Regions from separate parts of the Mus musculus genome. Here region 2 is linked to region 1. The links are chromatin contacts, called in public promoter capture Hi-C maps. All regions are on one chromosome and are shown on one strand. The core of a region is the stretch at or near the end of the contact, and the rest is flanking DNA. Distances in the headings are between cores, read along the strand shown.

The links. Promoter capture Hi-C pulls out the DNA fragments that hold promoters and counts their contacts.
Region 2: a contact with region 1 is called in a promoter capture Hi-C map of the HPC-7 cell line, with 4 times the contacts expected there. The contact joins the promoter of Il1b here to the promoter of Zc3h8 in region 1. A contact is called at or near these places in 12 of 39 promoter capture datasets (the 3T3-L1 cell line, 3T3-L1-derived adipocytes, the HPC-7 cell line and 7 more) and 1 of 115 datasets of contacts at active chromatin or transcription factors (large pre-B cells).

The regions. Positions count from the first base shown.
Region 1 is chr2:128,941,287-128,948,707 of GRCm38.p6, reverse strand. It overlaps Zc3h8 (zinc finger CCCH type containing 8), which reads left to right and starts at 4,688. Exons shown (of 9, transcript NM_020594.2): 1 at 4,688-4,860. The coding sequence starts at 4,784.
Region 2 is chr2:129,368,274-129,375,694 of GRCm38.p6, reverse strand. It overlaps Il1b (interleukin 1 beta), which reads left to right and starts at 4,556. Exons shown (of 7, transcript NM_008361.4): 1 at 4,556-4,627; 2 at 5,350-5,411; 3 at 5,944-5,992. The coding sequence starts at 5,365. Il1bos (interleukin 1 beta, opposite strand) reads right to left here and starts at 5,793. Exons shown (of 3, transcript NR_015474.1): 1 at 5,774-5,793; 2 at 2,526-2,901; 3 at 1-961.

The DNA.
Region 1 (7,421 bases), core at 3,439-5,938:
ATTCTGGCAAAGTTTTAGACTTTTTGGAAAGATATTTGTCTTTTATTTTTGAAATTCCCAATCTTTCTCTTCTCAGCCTATGATTTTCTTGTTTGTTTGTTTTAGATTTATTTTGTTTGTTTTATGTAAGTACGCTGTTGCTCTCTTCAGACACACCAGAAGTGGGAATCGGATCCCATTACAGATGGTTGTGAGCCATCATGTGGTTGCTAGTAATTGAACTCTGGACTTTTAGAAGATCAGTCATTGCTCTTAACCTCTGAGCCATCTCTCCAGCCCCTCAGCTTGTGATTTTCGATGTCTGGAGCAAGTACTACTGCCATCTAGTGGTAGAAACAGCTTAATGTCTGTTAATTGTAATGCAGAACTGTCCTCCACAGCAAATAGTCCAATCCCAATGACAGTTGTGCTGAAGTTGAAAAGACCACTCTAAAATCTGTAGATGGGAGAAGGAAAATCAATTGTTTTCTGGGGCATCACAAGGGCCCATGAAAAGCGTCAACTCCTATTTATACCCCAGACTCCCACAACAGTGAGAAATGCGGCAAGATTTGTTGGCAATTGCAGGGAACCTCACGACAGAACCTGGCAAACCCTGGGACAAAGTCTTCAAGAGGTTGTCAACCCTCTCATCATGCCAGGCACTTCCTTTTCTCTCATTTTGTAAAATGTCATAAAACTTGACATTTGAACCACACAAGTCAGTGTCATTAGTCACACTCAGACTATTGTGTGCCAGTCACTAGTACTGGTTTCCAGACTTTTCCATCACCCAGACAGAAACTGTCCCACTCTTCAGCATCTGGTATGCCCATTTTACTATCTCTAAAGATCAGAAATTATAGACATCTGCCCTTTTGAGTATGTTTACTTCATTTATTGTACTGGTTAATTTGAGTATGTGTGTGATGGTTTGAGACAGGGTTTCATGTAGCTCAGGTTGATTGTTCTCTCTCTCTCTCTCTGATTTATTTTATGTGTACAGATGTTTTGATTGAATGTGTATTTGTGCACCACATTTACACCCAGTGCCCTCAGAAGTCAGAAGTCAGAAAGGGCATCGGATACCCCAGAATCCAGAGTACAGAAGCTTGTGAGCCACCATGTGGATGCTGGGAATCCAACCTAAGTCCTCTGGAAGAGCAGCCAGCTCTTTGGGATAAATCTACTACATATATATGTGCCCTTTTATAATTATTTGAGAATACTAATATCTTATGCATTTGCATGTCATCTTTTTTGCCCTGCCCAATCTGATTTCCGGTGTCTGCATATCTTTCACTCTATTATGAGCATTTATTTTTATTTTTTATTTTTACTTTTTTGAGAGGTCTCTCTACATAGCCCTGGAACTCACTAAGTGTAAACTCCTGAGACACACGAGTGGCCAGGCCCCTCTTCTAAGCACCTCCAACTACCAGGTTCCACCCACACAACACTTCAACTGCTCTAACTGCTGGACCCAACGCCCGCCTGCCCTGCAGACTAAAAAGCCCAAGCGCTGGACTGGAAACCCCACCAATCTTCACCCTGGAAATCTCCATCCTGGGAAGCTCCTGCTCCCTCAATCCATAGAAACCCAATCTTCTGCTTAGATCTCTGCTGCTTCTCACCCATGCAGAGGCAGCAGCCTTCCCTGGGGTTTTCCCTCTCAAAAAAAAAAAAATCTCTTGTCTAAGGTTTGTTGTGCAGTGTGACTTTGTGGTGTTCCTTGGTTCTGGACTGCCAGGATATCTTTCCCCTCAGAGCTGCAACACTTTGGGAAAGCTTTCCCCCTCAAAGATGTAATATCTTCATCTGAAAGCTGCTAGAAGACTGGCTTCCATGCAGCTAGGACTAGGGTATTAAAGTTCACGCCCACAGAGACACATTTACTTCAATGAGGCCACACCTCCTAAGAGTGCCACTCCCTAGCCCAAGCATATATAAACCATCACATTCCACTTCCCCCATAGGTTTGTTCAAATATATGAGTCTATGGGGGCCATATCCATACATAGTATAATGTAAAATACATTTAGTTCAACTTCCAAGTCCCCATAGTCTATAGCAGTCTCAACAATGTTAAAAGTCCAAAGTTCAAGGTCTCTTCTGAGATTCATTCAATCACTTAACTATAATCCCCAAAGTAAGACAGGAAACTAGCTGGGCAAACTCCAAACTCTGCATCTCCATGTCTGATGCCAAAGCGGTCTTCAGATCTCCAACTCCTTTTTCATCTTTGTTGACAGCAATAAACTTCTTCTCCTGGGCTGCTTCCACTCCCTGTTAGCAGCTTTCCTCAGCAGAAAACCCATGGCTCTGGCATCTCCAACATCTTGAAGTCTCCAAGGCAACTTCAATGTTACAGCTTCTTGTTCCAATGTCTGGGATCCACACACGATCTTTTGGGCTCCTCCAAAGTGTTGGCCTCACTTCTCTAGCTCTGCCCTCTGTAGCACTCTCCAGCTTGATCCACTCCACTGTTGTTGCTGTTCTTGGTGATCATCCCATGGTACTGGCATCTCTAATACATTGAGGTCTCCTGCTGCAATGAGGCTTCATCAAGAGCCTCTCATAGGCTCTTCATGGTGCCAAACCTCAACTCCTTTGCATGACCCCTTCAGTCCTGGGCCATCAACTGCAACGGAAGCTGCACTATCACCAATGGCCTTCCACGGCCTCACAGTGCCAAGACTCAACTGTTTTTTCATGACACCTTCATGCCTTCAAAACCAGTACTACCTTGGTGACTCTTACACATTACCAAGTACAGCTGCAGCATGAGGTACAACCTTGGCTATCTCTGGAACACAGCTTCTTTGTGCTCTCAGAAAACACTACCTGGAAGATTTCACCTCAGTGATGCTGGTCTCTTCTTAATCAGCACTAATTTTTTAGTTCCAGCTAACTAGCATCAATTGTCCCAGTAATCCCTTCTATTCTGGACTCTAAAGCCAGAGCCACATGGCTGAAACTGCAGAGTTATGCTGCTTGCAGGAGCTGAAACATGACCCTCTTGTTCTATGACATTATCACCAGCTTTCTGTTTTCCAACTCCTTCACTGCCTAAGCTTGGCTGTCCTGGATCTTGCTCTGTAGACTGATCTTGAACTCAGAGATCTGTATGGTTCTGTCTCCTTTAATGCTGGGATTGAAGATATGTATCACCATGCCTGGACTTAAAACTTTTCTTCACCTAGAACCTGCTCTGTTCAAGGCTGGACATAAAGTCAGAGATCTGCTTGTCTTTGCCTCCTGGAATTAAAGACCTGTACTTTGCTGTGTGGATCTTGGCCTAAGGTCAACACTTCCTTAATTCAATTTAACCTCCTTGAACATAAGATTCAGTTCCATTTCACTTCCTGGTGCCCCTTTAATGTCAACCACATATTTTGTATTTTTCCTTTCAAAGCCTGCTACACTTATTCAAAAAAAAAAAAAAACCTCTTCATGAGATTTAACCAGAGAACAAAGTCTATGTTGGGCTTTTTTGAGACTTCCTTTGTCAATGCAATTAATATATATATTTACCTTAGCCCCACATAGACTCTCAGACAAGGGCAAAAAGCAGCCACATTCTTCACCAAAATACCACAAAAACAGTCTCTATGCCACAAACTGAAAATTCTTCTCTGAAACCTCTTGGGCCTGGTCTGCACAGTTATTCTCAGCAAGTCTTCCATATTCCTACTAGGATGGTCCATTAAGCCCCATTTAAAACATTCCACCGCTTTCCAAATCCAAAGTCCTGAAATCAACATTCTTCCAAACAAAAGCATGGTCAGACCTATCCCTGGTACCAGCTTCCATTTTTTTTTTTCTTGGTTTTTCGAGACAGGGTTTCTCTGTATAGCTCTGGCTGTCCTGGAACTCACTTTGTAGACCAGGCTGGCCTGGAACTCAGAAATCCACCTGCCTCTGCCTCCCAAGTGCTGGGATTAAAGGCGTGCGCCACCACGCCCGGCTACCAGCTTCCATTTTATTTAGGGTTTTACTGCTGTGAACAGACATCATGACCAAGGCAACTCTTATAAGGACAACATTTCATTGGGGCCGGCTTACAGATTCAAAGGTTCAGTCCATTATCATGAAGGAATGAGCATGGCATCATCCAGGTAGGCATGGTGCAGCAGGAACTGAGAGTTTTGCATCTTCATCTGCAGGTCTCTAAGACTGCACCCCCCCACCCCCCCACCCCCAAATAGTCTTAATACTTAGTACTTTCTATTGAATTTGCCTGCTTTAAATATATTTATGTGTTTACTCAGAAGAGATCGTCTAGGTTCCTTTTTGTGCAATTAATTTTGCTTGGTCACCTGTCAATTTTAAAGGGGCTGGAAGAGATATATGGCTCAATAGTTAAAACATAAAGGTCTTGCGTTCTGTTCCCAACACTCATGTCAGGTGGGTTACAATAACTGGCCTCCGCGGGCATCTGCACTCATTCTCTCTGTCTCTCTCTCGTACATATAAAAATAGCACAGCTTTCTAAAGAAGAATCCTAAAGATTATTTTAATTTTTTAACGACATTGTAGTGCTGCACTAAGGAACGAATCGGACATAAGTACAGAGAGTTGCGCGTGCGCAGCTCAGGCACCGAAAGCCTCCCCACCAACGGTGAGAACTGCGCATGCGTGGTAGGGCTGGCCAGGTCGCGCGGAGTCGCGCCCAAGCAACATGAGCGCGAGCGCGTGCGCGTGCGCTGGGCGGAGCGTGTGGCCCTTGGCGCGACTGTAGCCTCCGCTTCGCTGGTTGTTCAGTACCTGCTCGGCGTGGAGAGGAACGGTCCCTGTCTGAGTTATGGATTTTGAAAATCTCTTTTCAAAGCCCCCCAATCCGGCCCTCGGCAAAAAACCGGCCGCCGACCCTGAGGAAAGGTGATCCCCACGTTCTGGTCCTTTGCAGGGCACCGCTTGGGCTCCGCCCCCTCGCTCCTGGAAACCGGCGAGCCCTGGCTGGCGCGTGGGCCGGGACCGGAGCGGGGAGGTCGGAAGGGGAAGTGGGGTGGAAGTCAGAGTAGGGACTGCGGGCGAGGGCAGTGGCCGGGCGGCGGGAGGAGGCCCCAGCCTCTGAATCTGCCCCCAGGGGCCGGCTGCTCCCCTTGCACGTGCGCTTAACGTGTTTGCTGTCAGTCACCTCCGAGGTGGCTTTGCCGGCACCTCGAGAGTTGAAGGATACATAGACTGCTCTGCCAGTGATCCTGAACCAGAACTCCCAGAATAAAGCAGCAAGCATCATTTCGGCTTAGTTTTTCTGTTAATTTGGAAAAGCGTGTTGTTAATCTCGTACTTAGTCAGAGTGCGGGATTTCTGTGCAGATACCCACTCACTTTTTAGGTTTTTTTGGTTTTTGGTTTTTTTTTTTGGTTTTTTTTTTTTGGTTTTAATTTTTCGAGACAGGGTTTCTCTGTGTAGTCCTGGCTGTCCTGGAACTCACTCAGAAACCCGACTGACCCTGCCTCCCAAGTATGGGATTAAAGACATGTGCCACCACTGCCCGGCCCACTTTTTAGTTTTTTGAGTTGATAATGCCCTCAAACTCCATCTCTCCTAAATCCTTGTCTTCTATGTTCTCTCTTTCCTCAGTGGAACCCTTGACACATCCTTCACGAGTTTTTTTCCACCCTCATTAAGATAACATTACAGTGTTGGGCTGGGCCTATTAATCTCAGCATTTGAAAGGCAGGCAGATCTTGGGAGACTGGGACCAGCCTGGTCTAAATAGCAGGTTCCAAGCCAACCTCAGCTACATAGGGGAAACACTGTTTCAAGGGGAAAGGATATATGTATATGTTCACTGCTCAGTCTCAAATACCTTAGTGGAAACTGTTAGCCTAATTGGGCTACCATAGCTTTGCTGTGTAATTAATGTGAAACTTTTTTTAAAAAAGATTTATTTGTTTTATGTATGTGAGTACACTATAGCTGTACAGATGGTTGAGAGCCTTCATGTGGTTGTTGGGAATTGAATTTTTTTTAAGGACCTCTGCTCGCTCTGGTCAACCCCTCTCAATCCAGTTGGCCCTGCTCCATCAGTCCCTGCTTGCTCCGGTCCAAAGATTTATTTATTATTATACATAAGTACACTGTAGCTGACTTTAGACGTACCAGAAGAGGGCGTCAGATCTCTTTACGGGTGGTTATGAGCCACTATGTGGTTGCTGGGATTTGAACTCAGGACCTTTGGAAGAGCAGTCAGCGCTCTTACCTGCTGAGCCATCTCGCCAACCCTAATGTGAAACTAAAAGTTTCACATCAACCTTAAGAAGAAAGTGATGGTCTCACATTACAGATGAGAAAATTGAGGCATAGAGGATTAAGGTGCTCAAGTTACTTCATTACATATGAGTTCATCACCCAGCTTCTAAAGCAGAATCATTCATGGAAATTAAGTCCTGTTGATACTGTGAAGAAATGGACACATTACTTGCAGGTGATAACATGTAAGAACAACAAGAGAAATGAATTATAATTTTTAACATGTATGAGAACTGAGTAAGGTTAAAAAAATAGTTAACACTTCAAACATGTATAAAACAATATACCCACTTACTAAAGTTTGGCTGAAATATGTAAGGGATACTTGGATTGGCCAAAAGATAGGTGAAAACGGGTCTGAAAGTAAGGTGTGTGTTTGTATGCCTGCTTTTCACTTTGCCTTTAGGTCTTTTTCAAGGTTTTAGATTTCTGTATTTTTCTCTTAGTTTGTCTTTTGATTTTGCCTGTAAACTTTTTTTCAGTGCACTAAAACATGTTTTGGTTTTTTTTTGTTGTTGTTGTTTAATTTATTTTATATGTATGAATGTTTTGTCTGCACCAGGTGTGTCCATTGTCCTTGGAGGCCAGAAGAGGAAAGTAATCTTACCTGTGGTTGTTAGTCACCAAATAGGTGATGGAAATCAAGCTAGGTCCTCTGGAAGAGCAGCCAGTGCCCTTAACTACTAAGCCATGTCTCCAGCTTGAAGCAGGGGTGACTTTGTTCCTGATAGGAATATTCATTTATTTAAAACAACCTCTACTGGCAGAAGACACGTCATTCAGGGCCATGGTGATAGAAAAGTAAATGAATAAAATACAGAGAAATGCAGGTGGTCATGAATTGTGTATTATTGAGGTGGACCACAGATACGAAGTTTAGATGATAATGAAAGCCATGGAGGAAATGAAAACGTGGGTGAGGAGTTAGGAGGTATTTGTGGAATAATAAGGATTGTGTGGTAAAGAAGATAGTTAAGGAAGAGTCTTACTGAAAGGTGGTTTTCATGGTGGGTATCCAGGTAAATCAGTTGAATGGGAAGTTGGCTGTTTGGTTGTTAAGGGCTTGGATTTGGAGACAAGGATATTGGAATTAGCTGTATAAGATGATATTAGAAGCTGGAGGATTGAAGGATATCACAGAGGATGAAAGCTTAGAAAAAGGAAAGGCGAGGACTGGCTCT
Region 2 (7,421 bases), core at 3,307-5,806, 430 kb before region 1:
CTACACACTAGAAGAGTTTATTAAATCCCATGGGACTACTGTTACAGATACTGTTAGCCACCATGTGGGTGCTGGGACTTGAACTCAGGACCTCTGGATAAGCAGCCAGTGCTCTAAATTGCTGAGCTCAAGGCCCAACTTATCACTTTTTAATTAGAACCTTTCTTTTCTCATTTATCCCCAAGATGTTATGTTAATATTTATATCACAATATAAAACATTAACAACTTAAAGGTCCCACAATCCTCACAAATTCAAATACATTAAAAGTTCTCTCTCTTTAAAATAATCAATCTCTTTTAAAATTCAGTCTCTCAACTTTGGACTTCTGTAAAATCAAAAATAAATTATATTTCAAGAGAGAAGAACTAGGTCAAAATCGCAATCAAAGCAAAGCAAAACCAAACTCCAAAAATGTAAATAGTGCATGTTCCAACGTCAAAGATGCACTCAAGATCTTCTGGGATCCTCTAAGGGGCTTGAGTTACTTCTGCAGCTCAGCCCTTTGTAGCACAAACAGCTTGTCTTTTAGGATTTGGCTGGCTCCACTCCACTGCTGCTGCTGTTCTTGATGGTCATCCCATGGTACTTGCATCTCCAAAATGCTGGGGTCTTCTGCTGCAACTGGGCTGGACTTATACCAGTACTCTCCTGGGCTCTCTTCATGGTGACAAGCCTCAACTTCTCTGTATGACCCTTTCAATCCTGGGCCTTCAGCTGCCACTGAGGCTGTATTGTCAGTGCCAAGACTCAGCTGCTCTTCCATGAACCAGTGTCACCTGGGTGGCTCTTCCACAGGACCAAATTTGGCTGCCAGTGGAGAAATACAACTTTGGCCATCTCTGGAAAACAGCTTCTGTGTGCTCTCAGAAAACACTTCCCAGAAGATTTCACCTCAATAATGCTGGACTTTTCTTAGTCACTGCTAATTTCTCAGCTCCAGCTCACCAGCACTGAGTATCTAAGCAAAGCAAAGGTTTCATTTTTAGTGGTTCTGGAATCTTGTTTATCGATGCCTATTCTTCAGCCCCAGCTAATGAGATATTATGTTATCACGGAATCTTAATTCAATATAACAAATGGCCCTGAAGAAGTCTTTAAGCTTCCTTCTGAAGCTTCACAAGTCAGGCCTCCATCTTTGTGTTGCCCTCAACGTCCCTATCTTCCAAGTTCCTAGGAACAGCTCACCAAGAATTGACCACTCTATGGGTTTTCTTGTACAAAGTCCTTCCAAAACAATATGCTCAGGTCTGTCACAGTCATGTCACAGTAAATCTTGGTGCCAATTCATTTTCATTTAGGTTACTATTACTATAATGAAACTCCATGATCAAAGCAACTTGGGGAGGAAAGGATGTATTCTGCTTACATTTCCACATCACAGTTTATCATCAAAGGAAGTCAGGACAGGAACTCAAGCAAGGCAGGAACCTGGAACCAGGAGCTGATGCAGCGATCATGGAGGGATGCTGCTCACTGGCTTGCTCCTCATGGCTTGTCAACCTACTTTCTTATAGAACCCAGGACCACCAGCCCAGGGATGGCACCACCCACAACAGGCTGATTTCTCCCCAAGTAAATACCAATTAATAAAATTTCCTACAGGCTTGCCTACAGACAGATCTTTTGGATGTATTTTGTCAGTTAAGGCTCCCTTCTCTCTGATGATTCTAGCTTGTGTCTAGTTGACATAAAACTAACCAGGACAGAAAAGATGAGAGGGAAAGAACAGACCCCTAAGGCCTGTGCTAAGTCGTCAACTTAAGGAATAAGACAAGGTCTGGAGAAAGTAATGAGGACAGTCATTGCTTAGCTCTGTTCTGAGCAAGAGGATAAGTAAAGAAGATGTAGAACACATACATCAACTGGGCCTGGGAGCTCGTGCCTGTAATCTCAGTCCTTGGGAGACAAATGCAGGAGAATTGTCATGTACTTGAAGCCAGTCTGGGCTGCACAGTAGTCATGGTTATCACAGCAATAGAAAGTAAGTAAAACAGGTAGCAAGGCACTTTCAGCTTTGAAGAAATGCCTGCCTCCATCTTGGAGGAATGAGATGTCAGAACAGAGGGAACCTTACAGCTTAAAAGTGCTGAGTGAGTCAAGAGCTGAAAAGTTCCCCAAAAGCTAGAGTGCCCGTCACCATCCTGGCTTTGCCGACTTCCTCTTTTGCTTTGTTCATTTCCTTTGCCAACATCATCATCAGTATCGTCATCACTATGCCACACCCCCAGCATAACAATTTCTATAGTGAGTTATTTCTTCTACTCATTGGGGACCAAAAAGGAAGTGTGGTCTGAGAGACAGGGTTTGATATACATGTTGTGCAACTTGCCTGCTCTATAACGACAAGGGGAGGAAATTTGGAGCCCAAGTCACAGGGCCAGGATGAGGTTTGATAGAACAATAGAGTACCAGAGGCATTGCCCAGTAGTTCCAAAATCTCCCTCTAGAAGCAAAAGAATCATCAACCAGATCATTGCCTCCTCCCAGACAAACCTCCTCCCATCTCTTCATCTCTTACTCACGATTAAATGGCCATTCGTCTTCATGCATGTGCCTTCCTCCAAATCCTCCCAGACAACCACTCCTCTCAGGCATCAGCTCAAGGGTTTAGGAGTGTTATAACTAGCAGATGGTGAAGAAGATTCTGTAACTAGACTGAGCTCAAGGCTCCTGAAAAATCATCCAGGGAGAAGGGACTTGGAGCTGACACTCAGGCCCCTAGTTACCCTTCTCTGTCCCCTGGTTTTCACCATCCCTGGTTCAACTCACATCAGCAGACCAAAGGAGTCTCCAATAATCTCTGTCAGGACAGCCCATAAAATCATCAGACCTTCCAGCCCTGCACACAGGCTCTGAGGAAGGTGTTAGTCCCTCCAGGCATAGTTTGAAATGTGGACCCTGTGAAGGCAGAACAGAAAAATGAACCAGATGGCCCAGACAGGACCTCTGGATTGTCTGCAGAACTAGATAATACATCTTATAAGACCTTAGTGCTGAGAACTGACCATTGCTCACCAAACTCAAAAGCAACTGAGACCCTGAACCATCTTCAGATTTCAAATCAAACATATAGCTGGTCAAAGGCAGGATTCTTCTGTTTGCCTTCCTGAAATCGAGATGCTGTGAACCAAATTAGGCAAAAGAAGGCTGCCTAGTAAGTAAACCTTGTTTCATAGTAGAGCCTTGTCTATTCCTCCTTCCAATTCTGTCTGTCTATTTCCCTTCAGTGCTGCAGAATAAGCTCAGTAACCAAAACATACTAGGTACAAACTCATCTGAATGAACACATTGCCAAATTCCTACTCACCCGGGCTAGCTCCTACTGCCTGCATCCATCTGCCAGGCACTGTGGAGACCTGGCTCTAATGGAGTCCACAGACTCTCTGAGGGCTCAGCAAAGGAGTTAGGTTTCCACTGAGGATTCTACTATACTGTAGATGTGCCCAAGAGACTGTATGCAGCATTCATATGGCCTGGTTGCTCATTCCATCCAAGCAAGAAGAGCTCCCCTGGGTAGGCTCCCTGGGCTCTCTGAGTTAGCAGTCTAGTGATGCTTGATATGGCCAAGAGACTTGGTCTCCCCAGATCTTATAGAAACAAGAATTTTCCAAAACAATTTTTTAGGCAAAGACTATCTCTTCACTTTTTAAGATGGACTGTGCTCATGAACAGGCAGATGCCTCGTTCACCACCTTTGCACTGTGCAACTTAATTCAGGCTCATTCTGCTGATCACCTAGCACTGATATGGTTTCAACATGAGACTGGCTATGGTATTATAAGTACCCTGGCAGGGCAGGAAAGCAGGAGTGGGTGGGTGAGTGGGGGAGCATCCTCATAGAGGCAGGGGAGGGGGAGAGGATAGGGGGTTTCCGGAGGGGAGACCTGGAAAAGGGATAACATTTGAAATGTAAATAAAGAAAATATCCAATAAAAGAAAAAAATAAGCACCCTGGCATTATCAGACTGCATAGGCTTGCTTCCAGAGTTCCCTGACCCTATGATAAGTCTACACTGATACCTGCATACTGTGTGTGCCCTGACCCACACAAGGAAGTGCGTGTCTCTCCAGAAGCCCCTGCTAACACAGTTGATGGAGAGCACAGAAGCACCATCCAGTTACCAAACTCCAACTGCAAAGCTCCCTCAGCTTAAGCACAAGGAGGCGAGAGAGGTGACACACTTCTGGGTGTGCATCTACGTGCCTACCTTTGTTCCGCACATCCTGACTTAAAATGTACAGCTAACCCAGGAAAACCCAATATTTTTAATATTGACACCATCTGCACAATTGTCCAGGGGGAAATAATGCCCATTTCCACCACGATGACACACTTGCGAATGTGTCACTATCTGCCACCCCTTGACTTCCAGGGATTAGAAATTATTTCAGGGTAGCAATAGCCTCTTCCCCTAAGAATTCCCATCAAGCTTCTCCCCCCTCCCCCACCCTTCAGTTTTGTTGTGAAATCAGTTAACCCAAGGGAAAATTTCACAGCTCTTCACTTCTGCTTTTTAGGACTATAAAACAAGGGAGGGAAAACAAGTTGGACAACAAACCCTGCAGTGGTTCGAGGCCTAATAGGCTCATCTGGGATCCTCTCCAGCCAAGCTTCCTTGTGCAAGTAAGTCTCTCTCTCTCTCTGTCTCTCTCTCTCTCTGTCTCTCTCTATCTCTCTCTCTCTGTCTCTCTCTCTCTGTCTCTGTCTGTCTCTCTCTCTGTCTCTGTCTGTCTATCTCTCTCTCTCTCTGTCTGTCTCTGTCTCTCTCTGTCTGTCTCTCTCTGTCTCTCTGTCTCTCTCTCTGTCTCTCTCTGTCTCTCTCTCTCTCTCTCTTTCCCCCCCCCCCACTGATGGACTTTGGGCTTTTTATTTATAAAAAGTAGCTGTACCTCCATGGTTTGTGAAGTACTCTGGAAATGAGTACTGTCTGTATAGCCGCTGACATCTAAAAGGCAGCTCCTGTCTTGTAGGAAAGCTTCTTTATTAGGGTTTGGCTCTGCTGTTGCTTCCTTCCAGAGCATCTTCCTAATGCTGTTCCCCATGTTGTAGTGACCCCCCACACACCCTAAAATTATTTTCATTGCTACTTCATAACTATAATTTTGCTACTGTTATGAAGTGTAAATATCTGTGTTATCCAATGGTCTTAGGTGACCCCTGTGAAAGGGCCACTTGACTCCAAAAGGGCCACTGTTCTAGACCTATACAACGGCTCCTCCGTTCCTTCATTCCTCAGAGACCAGTTTAGCATGCCTGCCCTGAACTAGAGCTAAGAGAAACACATATGAAGGACGCCCCTCGGGGAGCTAACGCTGGATGCCCACCCACTTTCTTTCTTCACACAGGTGTCTGAAGCAGCTATGGCAACTGTTCCTGAACTCAACTGTGAAATGCCACCTTTTGACAGGTCAGTGGGTACTGGAGAGTGGTCACATATCCAGCACTCTGCTTTCAGGAATGGAGGGCTATCTACTTTCAGAGGCCAGAGAGTCCCCAACTCATCTCCTTCAGTGGCTATCAGAGTTCAAGCAACCTAGCTTAAAGACTGACCTCTTCACTCCCAAGCCCAACCTAGGGACTTAGGTGCTGTCACTACAGGGACTCCTACAGATGCAATGGTAAGAAAAACTTCCACATGGACAGGATAAGAGACTCTTTTGCAAAGTCTGGCTTGGAAGCAAAGGCAGAGAGCTCAGACTTTAGCTAACTCTGCTAGTCTAGAATTTAGGTGTCAGAAGTCAACAGAGAGCAACCAGAGCACCCACTTACCTGGCCCAGAATCTGCTTCTAGACTGTTACTTACGTAGCACTGTAGAACTTCCCAGAAGTCTTTGGGAAGCTTTAAGAGTCATGGTAGGTGTGGTTTTATGAACAATGGAAGTCTGTCTGCTCAGTATTGATAAGGAGCTATCACTTGACCACATCTGTTTTCATTACAGTGATGAGAATGACCTGTTCTTTGAAGTTGACGGACCCCAAAAGATGAAGGTGAGACTCTGAGCTTGGCTCCTAACCTGTGGAGGGACTGTGGCATGGGAAAAAAAAACCCAAACGGGAAGGGATATGGGACTGCCTTGCTCCCAGGCTATTTTGTGATGGGATTATTTTGCCTCTTTCAGTGACATAGATAAGGCAACCCACACACTGACCTGGCTCCCACACAGGTTTCATTTACCACAGCCACACACCAAGGCTTGCTGATGGCAATCATGGTGTTTTATGCTAAGAAGACAGTATGGTCTTCAACATACATTTAGTCCCCCCTTGAGAGAGATGGAGCTTAATCTGACCACTTAAATCGAACTCTGGATCTAGAGAGCATGACCTTCAGAATTAGCATCTCTTCCTTCTCTGCCAAAGAACAGTTTCGCATGTTCCTGGGGAGATTAAGATAATAAGAAATAAGTGATATAAACAAAAAGTTAGTTAGGATTTTTAAAAATAACCTGTGGCCTTAGACAAGACCTTTCATTGCTGTGTGATCATAGACAGTCCCCACTGTGTCCTTTGGGAAACACAGGTCAGAAGATCTCTGAAATGTTGGCGATCTGTCACAACCTTCCATTCTGAAGTGTTTTAAGTGCTGGCCAAGTCCATCCTAGCACAAGGGCACTTTCCAGACTTGCTCTCATGAAGAGCCATGTTGCATCCCAGCTGTCCCTTCCTATGATGACTGAGAACGCTCTAATGCCACATGGCGTCAGTCCAGCCACGTCACTGCCCCACTCAGGAGGCAGCTGTTTCTCTCAGACCTCTTCCCAATCCCTCAACAGTCTCCCCCAGCTACAGAATCTAGTCCTTAGCTTACATGAATGTATTTTAAGACCACTCTAACTAGTTAGTTCAGCCTTGGGTGACGCCTCTCACTTTCCCAGCCAGGCTCTGTCCCCCACTGCCTGCTCCAGAACATGGCTTTCCCTGGGAGCCTCTACTCTGGACAGAAACTTCTCTCCCAATCAACCTTTCCTTTACACTATTGAAATGATCTATCGCTGTCCTTCAAGCTTTGAAACTGTTATCATGCCTCAAGGCAACTGTGTTTAGGCCTTAATGTGGTGTTTCTCCAAAGAACAGAAAAGTGGTGACATATTTTACAAACAAAAGCTATGCTTATAGTGTCTGCTAAATATTCCTATGAGAAAAAGAATGTATGGGAAGCCATTGAGAGCCTGTTGGGTGATCTCCGTTGAATAGAAGACAACATGAACATACTGTCATGAGAAATTAAATAACATGATGTTTGAGCAGCAAGGATACCAAAAGATGAAACGTTTAAGTAGGTCTAATTATACAGTGAGGCAAGGTCTGTACAAGAAAGATAAAGTAGAAATGAGGTTTACTATAGAGAATGCCAGGAAGCCTGTGTCTGGTTGCCATGTACCCCTGGGTAGGCCAATTAAATTCTCTGGGCTCCACA